Linked DNA regions of Mus musculus: regions 1 and 3 are each linked to region 2. A link is a contact called in public Hi-C data. All regions are on one chromosome and are shown on one strand. Each heading gives the region's core, a stretch centred on a gene start, on an enhancer-like site or on the middle of the called end of the contact. The rest is flanking DNA. Distances are from core to core; before and after follow the strand shown. Region 1 has its middle 150 kb from the start of Gm39450. Region 2 has its middle 80 kb from the start of Gm39451. Region 3 holds the start of Rbms3 (RNA binding motif, single stranded interacting protein).

What was found. A called contact is a pair of places that touch in the nucleus more often than the background predicts.
Region 1: a Hi-C map of the N1E-115 cell line shows a contact between it and region 2, with 2.3 times the contacts expected there. The contact joins two enhancer-like sites. A contact is called at or near these places in 4 of 484 Hi-C or Micro-C datasets (the N1E-115 cell line, muscle stem cells, nephron progenitors and 1 more).
Region 3: a Hi-C map of the N1E-115 cell line shows a contact between it and region 2, with 10 times the contacts expected there. The contact joins the promoter of Rbms3 here to the enhancer-like site in region 2. A contact is called at or near these places in 7 of 484 Hi-C or Micro-C datasets (the N1E-115 cell line, adipose-derived mesenchymal stem cells, cortical neurons and 2 more), 3 of 115 datasets of contacts at active chromatin or transcription factors (embryonic limb bud and neural progenitor cells) and 1 of 9 other capture datasets (adipose tissue).

Annotation. Positions count from the first base shown.
Region 1 is chr9:117,569,881-117,572,844 of GRCm38.p6, reverse strand. It overlaps a transcript of Rbms3 not described here. Among named protein-coding and RNA genes, the nearest start is that of Gm39450, 150 kb to the left of the region's middle. Within about 2 kb of position 1,479, at least 50 of the 459 cell types and tissues checked have an H3K27ac peak or open chromatin away from gene starts, as enhancers often do. A contact at or near this core is called in the N1E-115 cell line and uterus, where this site is marked.
Region 2 is chr9:117,392,920-117,395,890 of GRCm38.p6, reverse strand. It overlaps a transcript of Rbms3 not described here. Among named protein-coding and RNA genes, the nearest start is that of Gm39451, 80 kb to the right of the region's middle. Within about 2 kb of position 1,485, at least 22 of the 459 cell types and tissues checked have an H3K27ac peak or open chromatin away from gene starts, as enhancers often do. A contact at or near this core is called in the N1E-115 cell line and uterus, where this site is marked.
Region 3 is chr9:117,250,911-117,253,894 of GRCm38.p6, reverse strand. It overlaps Rbms3 (RNA binding motif, single stranded interacting protein), which reads left to right and starts at 1,412. Exons shown (of 15, transcript NM_001172123.1): 1 at 1,412-2,168. The coding sequence starts at 2,094. It overlaps Gm17396 (predicted gene, 17396), which reads right to left and starts at 1,362. Exons shown (of 2, transcript NR_166691.1): 1 at 1,057-1,362; 2 at 1-550.

The sequences.
Region 1 (2,964 bases), core at 230-2,729, 180 kb before region 2:
ACCTAAGGCAAACAGTTGCATAAGTCTTGACTCCTGGGAAGAATGTGGGCCAAAGGACAAACAACTAGGTCCAGGCTCCTTTTGTCCTGTTATCTACTTAGGTTGGAATAATTACTTCCCTTCTTTTCTCACCAATTCAGTTAACATGCACCAGCTCAAGGAAATTACATTTGCTCACGTAGATGTGCAAACAAGCAGAATGACAAGGACTTCTCTCACAGCTACATAGATAGAAATTGCATTGGGGAAAAGACAGTTTCTGAACTCAGTTGAGTCCTCCATAGATTAAAACAGAGATCTCTTGAACAGTGGCTCCCTTGCTGCCTTACCTCTACTCATGGTAAAGTGCTTATTGTCATAGTCAAATACTCTTGTGGAAGTGAAGAAAAGCACACAGATTTAGAATACTACCCTTTATTCACAACAGTAAGGAGTCCTTTCTGATCAAAGAAGGAGCTAAGGGCCTCCCACGTGTACACCAAGAGTGTCTAAGGGTAGATATCAGTTGGGAGACGGCTTGCCTCATATGCACAAAGCCCTGAGTTTGCTCTCCATCACAGCAGGTGGTGCATGTGATCCCAGTTTTCCAGAGGTGAACGGGGGAAGACTAGAAGTTCAGGGTTATCCTCAATGCATAGCAGGTTCAAGACCAGCCTGGAATAGATACAGAAGACCAAAACAAAACAAAACCAGCAAAAAGAATCCACCAAGAGTCTCCTACTGGTGTCTTGACATGGCTCCTCCTTCTCTGAGCAGGTTCTGCCTGCCTTTATTAAGTGCCTTTTGTTTAGATTCCTGGTCTTGTCTTCCTTCTGTCCTAGCATCTAATTCATTTTTTGGTTTACTCATTATGGTTAATGGTTAGTAATGTTCCTAAGGGCAAAGAATGTTTATTCTCGCTAGACCAGTGGTTCTCAACCTAAATTGGTCCTAGTGCTATGACCCTTTAATAAATTTCCTCATGTTGTGGTGATCCCTAATCATAAAATTATTTCATTGCTTATTCATAACTGTAACTTTGCTACTGTGGTGAATAAATAAATATCTGATATGCAGGATTTATGACATGTGACCTCTGTGAAAGGGTCATTTGACCTCCAAAGGCGTCACAATCCAGAGGTTGACACCCCCTGCTCTAGAGCTGTTTGGTTCTTAATGCAGTGCAGTTTTTAGTTAAGTCATTGTTGAGTGCATGACTAAGTAGGTACTGGAACACTGACTGGATGAAAGATGTGAATGTAGTCTCCACTGAATCATGGAATCTTAAGAGATCTTGATCTAATGCAGTAGATAGATGTCCGTGAAATACACATTTTAAGTACTTACAGTGAGGCTGGTAGTGTGTTAGGAATGGATGATAGATCTCTGGATGTAGCTGAATACATTTCTAGGAAAAGACAGTTCTCAGGATATAGGTCAAGCTCCAAAGTGCATTTCAGCAGCAAGGGAGATGACTCAGCAGGTAAGAATGCTTGTTGCACAAGCACAAGGAAATGAGTTCATGCCTGGAACACATCTAAAGAGCAAGCATATCGCCCTGCCCCTGCTTATACCCTTAGTTCTGTGGAGGTTGAGACAGACGGATCACTGTGGCTTGTGGCTTTTAGCTGAGCTCCAGAGTCAGCGAAAGACCTTCTCTCAGTTGGATCAGGCAAAGAGCGATAGAAAAAGGGTACCCAATAGTGGTCCATGGCTTCCTTGGATGCGTAGAATTCGAACTCACAGACTTGAGAGCATACAGCACATATGCACACTAAATAAGTTAGTTTCTGTGGGGTGAATTTGTAGAGATGGCCAGCAAAACTACTTTTTAAAATGCTTTTATGTTTTCATTTAAAAGCATGTCTGGCTAGAAATACACAATGGCTTGTTTCTCTCAAGCCATCCATCTGTATATGAAAATTATGCATGTTTAGTTGAGGATATAGTAGAAGACAATATCCTAGGACATGCTAGAATAAAGGACACCGAGGGGAAAACATCACAAGGAAAGGAAAAAGTTGTCAGGGTTTCCACAGGTTCCACAAAGCTGAACAACCAAGTAGCACCTAAAAAGGAGAACATACATTGTGGGTTTGGAAAAGACAACGCTGCGTGTGTTTATACTGTGCAAAGTAAGATGAGGAGGGAGAATAGAGAGAGACCTATTCTTGGCAGTGCATTGGCTAAGAGCATGGGAAAAATTCCTTGTGGAAAGCTGAAGCAAAACAGATGGGCTATTAGATTATCAGTACATGGCCCTAAACCAAGGAAAAGACCCTATCTTGGAAGAATTTACATTGAAGGCCTGGTGGGAGGGCTCAGGATATGAGCACACAAATCTAAGATTGAGCCGCAGAGTGCACATAAAATCCCCAGTGTGGCGGTATGTGCTTATAATCTCAGGATGCAGAAGTGGAGATGGGCGGATCCCGAGTCCTCTGAGCCTGTAGGCCTAGCTAAGTCAACAAGCTCTATATACTACTAAGAGACTATGGCTCAGAAAACAGGGTGGAAAGTTCTTGAGGACTGATAGCTGTGGATGACCTCAGACTTACACATGTGAACACCCACCCACAAGCATAGCCTCCATGAGTACAAAAACATGTGCACACGCACACCTACAGAAAAGATTTTAGTGAATGCAATTTGGTTTTCAGGGAGTTGAGAGAAACAGGTTCTCATCACATAATTCAATACATTACTAGTGTCTTCCCTTGTTTGCTGGTGTAAGCAGCTATTTATAAAATGTTCTTTTTAAGTAATAAGTAAAATTCAGTCTTATGAGGTAGCAAAAATGGTGTTATTCTTATTGCAAAAATTATGTGTAAGGATGGGTATAATTTAGATCAGAAAATGATTCATACATAAATGTTAAAATATAGAATTATTTACAGCAGTATAATTTTGCAAAATTTGAAAAGTTCAATATTAGGAAGATGATGTTATTTAAATGATCAAAGAGTTGCTAATGACATAGAAAAA
Region 2 (2,971 bases), core at 236-2,735:
TGGCCCTTCATGTCAGTTTCCATGTTTGGTCCTTCAGGGTGATTTAGGGACATCTTTTCTAGACTGGCAATGCTTTGAACATCTAACACCATTTTTCTCTTGTTCAGCCTGGGCCATCTTTTAGTTCTTAGTAACATTTAAGTCAGTCTTTATGCACTGCCCAACCAAAACTACCAGGAGTCCCCTACTAAATGTTCCTCAGTGCCTTCTTCCCATTAGATAAACTCCACTTATTGAATCATTAAGTTTCAGAGAGCTTAGGAAAGACGGCCAGGTGCTCCAGGCCTGGGCTTTCAGCTGAGCCCTAAAACAAGTGACTTACATAGAAGATGACACTGAGATACAGCTTTGTCAGTTTGGTGCTTCATGAGTGAAGCTCTAGCTTCAGCCCTCAGCACCACATAAACCAGGCACGAGGGTGAAAGCTTGTAGCCCAGTACTCAGGGTGGCGGAGGTAGGAGGGTCAGGAGTTCATGACCAGCTTTGACTATGGCTATGTAGGGAGTTTAAGGCCATCTTGAGCTACATGAGACCTAGCCTCTGAAAAAACCAAAACCAAGACCAAGACCAAGAGCAAGACCAAGACCAAGACCAAGACCAAGACCAAGACCAAGACCAAGACCAAAACCAAAACCAAAACCAAAACCAAAACCAAAACCAAACCAAGACCAAGACCAAGACCAAGACCAAAACAAAAGCAAAAACCAAAACCAAAACAAAAACCAAACCAAACCAAACCAAACCAAACAAGCCTAAATAAATTTGATTGAAATATCCTAGAAAAGGCTTCATAATCAAAACTCCAATAAGGACAATATCAATGGACACAGTAACATGGAAGGGAGAGTTTTCAGTGGATCTCACCCCTAGAACTGCAGCTACTAATTACTATTAAGAGGAGAATAGCCACTCCCAGGGATGAGGCCTCTCATTGATTGTCTAATACAGAGTGGTCAGCTCAAAAAAATATACATATTATATGTTTAATATTATTAATATATTTGCATATAATATGTATGTGCAATAGTAATCAAAGAACAGGGCTATCACCTGGAAAGGGGTGGACTGAGAGACGTGTGAAGGAGGGTAGGGAAGGGAAGTTAGAAGTAATGTGATTTTATTTCAATCAGAAACATATTTTAAAACAAGTAACATAAGATAACAAGATGCTTGTGTACTGACCAGCATAGCAGACACCCTCAGAAAAGATGTGATATCATCCAGAAAGAGAATCTGAATTGTTTGTCCTGGTGCTGCATTTATAACTTCTAATCTGACAAAGAGTGGCCACAAGTCTTGTTCACTCTCTAGTACGTAACACGAAATGCCGTTTTCAGAGGATCCATCTCCACTCAATGCAGGATGCTTTCTGTTGACTGTACATGGTACTTAACAAAGACGTCTCACACCAGTGCCCCAAGACAAGTCTGTAATAGCCACCACTTCTGTTTCCAAGCTGCAGACGGTAGGGGTAGACAGAAGTCTGCGTGTGACAGAGCTGAGGGCCTCTTCTCAACCACACGCTTCGCTCTTGGAACAAGGCCAGCTAGGGGCTGTCTGGATTCTCTGTGAGCCGGCTCCAAACTGACATATTTATTATCAAGGAGGGAAAGTCGCCTGATGCTGGATCACTGATGTTTGCCTTGCAGTGTTTTCTTGCAGAAAATTGCAAGAAAGTGATTGAACCGATCTTGGCAAGGAAACCGCAGAGAAATCTGCCCTTTTTTAAGGGCAACGTCTTCAAAACATCCTTGAAGATTGGGAAAATGGGCTATTTCCTTTTTACTCTGTTTTTATAAGATGAATGATATATCAGGAAAATAAATAATGACAGCGTAGGAGGGGTCAGTGGTACTTTTATTTCAGAGACTGGAGAATTCTCATAAAATGTTTTAGCTGTCCTTGTTTAGGATGTTGGGGATTTATTTATAAATGACTATTTGGCCCAATGCTAATAAAATATCTGCATTCTGTTGGTGCAACATACAAATTGTGTGTGTGTGTGTGTGTGTGTGTGTGTGTGTGTGTGTGTGTGTGTGGAGTGTGGGTACAGATGGAGCTCTAGGCGCAACTGCATTTCTTCACAGGAATGTGTTTTGCTATCTGCCTCTCGCCTCCGTCCTAGTGAGCAGCGTTATTAACATCTCTTCAAACTTTTGAAGTGAGCACGCGTGCACACTTAACAGAAATTAGAGGAACTTGGACGGAGCCATGCTTCTTAGCTCTTCTTGGTAATGAAGAGGCACATCCTTAATTAAGAACAATTGAGACGAGTGAAAAGTGTAACCATTTAACGGTATTTTGCAGTGTGGGCTCTGCACCACTTTGGTCAAAGGGATTAAGATACTGTTTGTCTATAAGAACTATAAGTCAGATGCTTAGAAAATTTTCAAGGTAAAATAACTTACAATTTATTGAATTCCAATAGCATCTTGTCCCTGTTGAACTGGTTACGATCCATGGTGCAGGAACTCATTTCTGGTACAGGTGGGCAATACAGAGACTGTGAACCTTCACAGCTTTTGCTGGGATAGATTCTTCTCCCAGCCTCTGATTGCTAGACCTGGAACTTCTGATCATCTTCTATTGAAAGATGGCATTATATTCGGCTCCTTTAGTTTTTTCTTCTTCTTCCCCCCCCCTTCTATCTTACTGAAAAAAAAAAGAAGCTATATAAACCTGGATGGGGCCAGAGAGATGGCTCAGTGGTTAAGACCACTTACTTTCCAGAGAACTCAGGATTGATGTTCACCACGCACACGATGGCTCACACCTCCTGTAGCTCTAGGTGTAGAGGGCAGGGTGAAGGACTTGGTTTTGCAGATGGTGGTCTGTAGGTTCTACTACAGCTTTGGTAATATTGGAAATCTGGGGAAGATCTCATTTGAAATTGTCAAATGTTGCCATACATACTTGGGTTATAATAAAGGTCCTACCTCTTCCTAGCAGCCCCCACTCCCAAGGTTTCGGT
Region 3 (2,984 bases), core at 163-2,662, 140 kb after region 2:
AGAGAGAGAGAGAGAGAGAGAGAGAGAGAGAGAGAGAGAGAGAGAATCGACATAAAACCCAATGTGATGTCTCCGTGTCCTTGTCTTTCTGCTGGTACCCAGACTTCAGAACTGAGCTTCCTGGAGCTAAGGAGCACAGGAGCCTAGGTTGTTACCCCATGAGTGGCAGGCGGGACTTAAAGCAGAGGTGGCATCCTGTGTATTGCAGTTTCAATTCTCCCTCCATGTGAGGAAACTGCCTTTGTACCTGGAGTCTTTTATCTGAAAGGACGGCTGGAGTGTTCGGCAGACTTGGGGGAGTGGAGAGGCACAGAGGCTGGCTGCCCACGCTCCGGGCATGCGTGAGCACTCCCAGCAAAACACAGCTGGCACAGCTAATTTTAGCCTCACCGCCGCCTTGCAGAGAAACCCTTTAAGGAGATCTATCTTCTCTGAAACAATCTGTATTATAATGTAGCAGCTGATCGACGTGTCGGAATATTATTACTGGTGGGGGGAAAAACTCTGACAAGTAATTATGAGTTTTTGTTCAATTTTTTTGTGTGCAATACTTACAGAGCCACGAAAGCATTAAGAAAGAGCAAGTAAGAGAAGGAGAGAGAGAGAGAGAGAGAGAGAGAGAGAGAGAGAGAGAGAGAGAGGTTATTTTATTCTCCAATAAGCGAATAAATGTAAAGATCACTTTGATTTCGTTTTTAAGAGATGGATAAAGCCACAACACAATTATTTGTGATAGTTAAGGCAACCCCCTTGTTGAGATGGGGCTTGGCTTCCCCACAGAGGTACCCAGCTGAGAATCCCCACTTTTTCTCCTCTCTTGAGCATCCCCCAAAACATTGGTTTCATCTTCAGGTCCTCGGTTCATCTGGCTTTTAATGTGTTAACAGATTTTGAAAAAGCCTTGAATACACTTTTCTCCCTACTTAACTAGAAAGGTTGGCATGTGTGTGTAAATACACACACACACACACACACACACACACACACACACTTCTCCTTCCCTCATGCTCCCCTCGCAGGGCAGGGTCTGTTTTGTTCATCAATGCCATGCCTCACCTCTGGGAACTTGGCGATTGAAGAGGAGAAGCAGCTTGGGAGCTTGGGAGCCCTGGTCGGAGCAGGGCAGGGAGGCTGGGCCATGCCCCACCCAGGCACTTCACAGAGAAGCTGGGGTTCGGTTCCACCCGCGGCTCGGCTGCAGACGCTGCTCACTGTGCTATTCCAGATAGCTAGCAGAGGGGTGGCAGCAGCCTCTTTCTTTCTTTTTCTTCTTCTTTTTCATCTTCTTTTTCCCCCCTTGGAGGAAATACTGCAGCCTTCTGGACTGCGTGCCCGGCTCCCTGGAGAGGCTCTCTCAGTTCCACCCACTGGCTGGAAGGAGGGGAAGTGAGTGAGAGGGGCAAGGCCAGCTGGAACACACCATGTCACTCTGGGAACCAGACAGCAGCAACTAAGCCTGCACGGGTTTCTTTTTCTTTTCTTTCTTTTTTCTTTTTTCTTTTTCTTTTTTTCCCGGTTTTTTTTCCTTTCCGTTCTTTTTCTTTTTGTCCGTTGTTTCTTTTCCTTTTTTCTTCTTTTTATTAAAATTTCCTTTTTCCGCGGTGGGAAAGAGACACGGGAGAGAACGAAAGCTGTACTGCAAGGATTCCGAGTTGTGCTAAAGGATCTATTTCTTTTTTTCTCCTCCTTCGCCTTTACAAGCGCCTGCGATTGACACCACTAGAGACAGGCTGGTCACAGAGCAAACTGCTTCATCCGGACTGGACCGGGCAGCTGGGAGGAACCAGGCAGGCAAGAACTGGGGAAGCAGTCTGGGGGTTTCCGCTACAGATCTCAACCCCCATCTGTTTTTGTTTTTGTTTTCTTTTTCTTTTTCTCTTTTCTTTTTGGTTCTTTTGTTTTGCTTTGCTTTGGTTTTTTGGGTTGTTTTAAATTCCTCACGGTGTTGGAACTAGTGAGGCTGGAGTCTGAGAAGCCTCAGCAGTCACGCAGACTGCCAGGGACAGTGGATTAAGAGAAAGAAGCTCGCTTGCCTGGGGCATCATACACCCTGTTATTCAGTTTCCTGCCTCGGAGATAAAGATCCCAGCTACATGGGCAAACGCCTGGATCAGCCACAAATGTACCCCCAGTACACGTACTACTGTCCTCAGTACCTCCAAACCAAGGTATGGCTGGACCCGCGGGCTTCAGAAGGCAGCGTGGTGCCTGGCGCTCCTCCGGAGCGTGGCAATCCGACCCTTCCCTCACCCTAGCCCCCATCCCCTCTGCCGACCTCTTTCAAATTACTAACAGTAGGAACGGAGTTAACAAGCCAGAGAAAGAAGGGAGAGGAAGCCCCGGAGTGTAGCTTTCTCTTTAAAGACAGGGGACTTTCAATGGAGTGTTCTTTTGTTATTTAGCTGCAGAAATGCCGGTGAGATGGTTGAAGTCTTTTGCAGGTGAGCAGGGATTTTTAGAAACGAGGTCCCAACAGACGTTCTCAGGGGGCGAGAATATTGTTTTAGGAGCTTTTCTAGCGAGCTGTTCTTTGTGTGTGAATCTCAAAGATTTGGGTACCCCCCTCCCTTTCCCCCTTCCTTACAGAAAACACTCTGGGGTGGGGGCCACTTAAACTTTTCATGGCCTAGTGAAAGAGGAAAGAGGAGCGCCAGGAGGCACCCACCAAAGTCTTTCAGAGTTTGTTGAGCATTTTTTTTTCTTTTTTCTTTTGGTTTGGACTGTATTTTATGTGAAGGTTGACTGAGATGCTTTGGGGGGCTAAAAGAACTAGAGGCTTAGCATCCATAGCTTTTACTTTTAGACTGGCCCCCACCCCCACCCTTCAGTTACCACTAGGAAGTCTGGGTCTGGGGGTGGGGGGAAGGCATGGGATGTAACTGATAATAATTGGACTTGAATTGGTTAAAGACTTTAGGCTTTGTGCGAGCATGTGCTTAAGTGATCATTAGGGGCCTGGAGGCAAGCCCACGAAACTGAGCAGG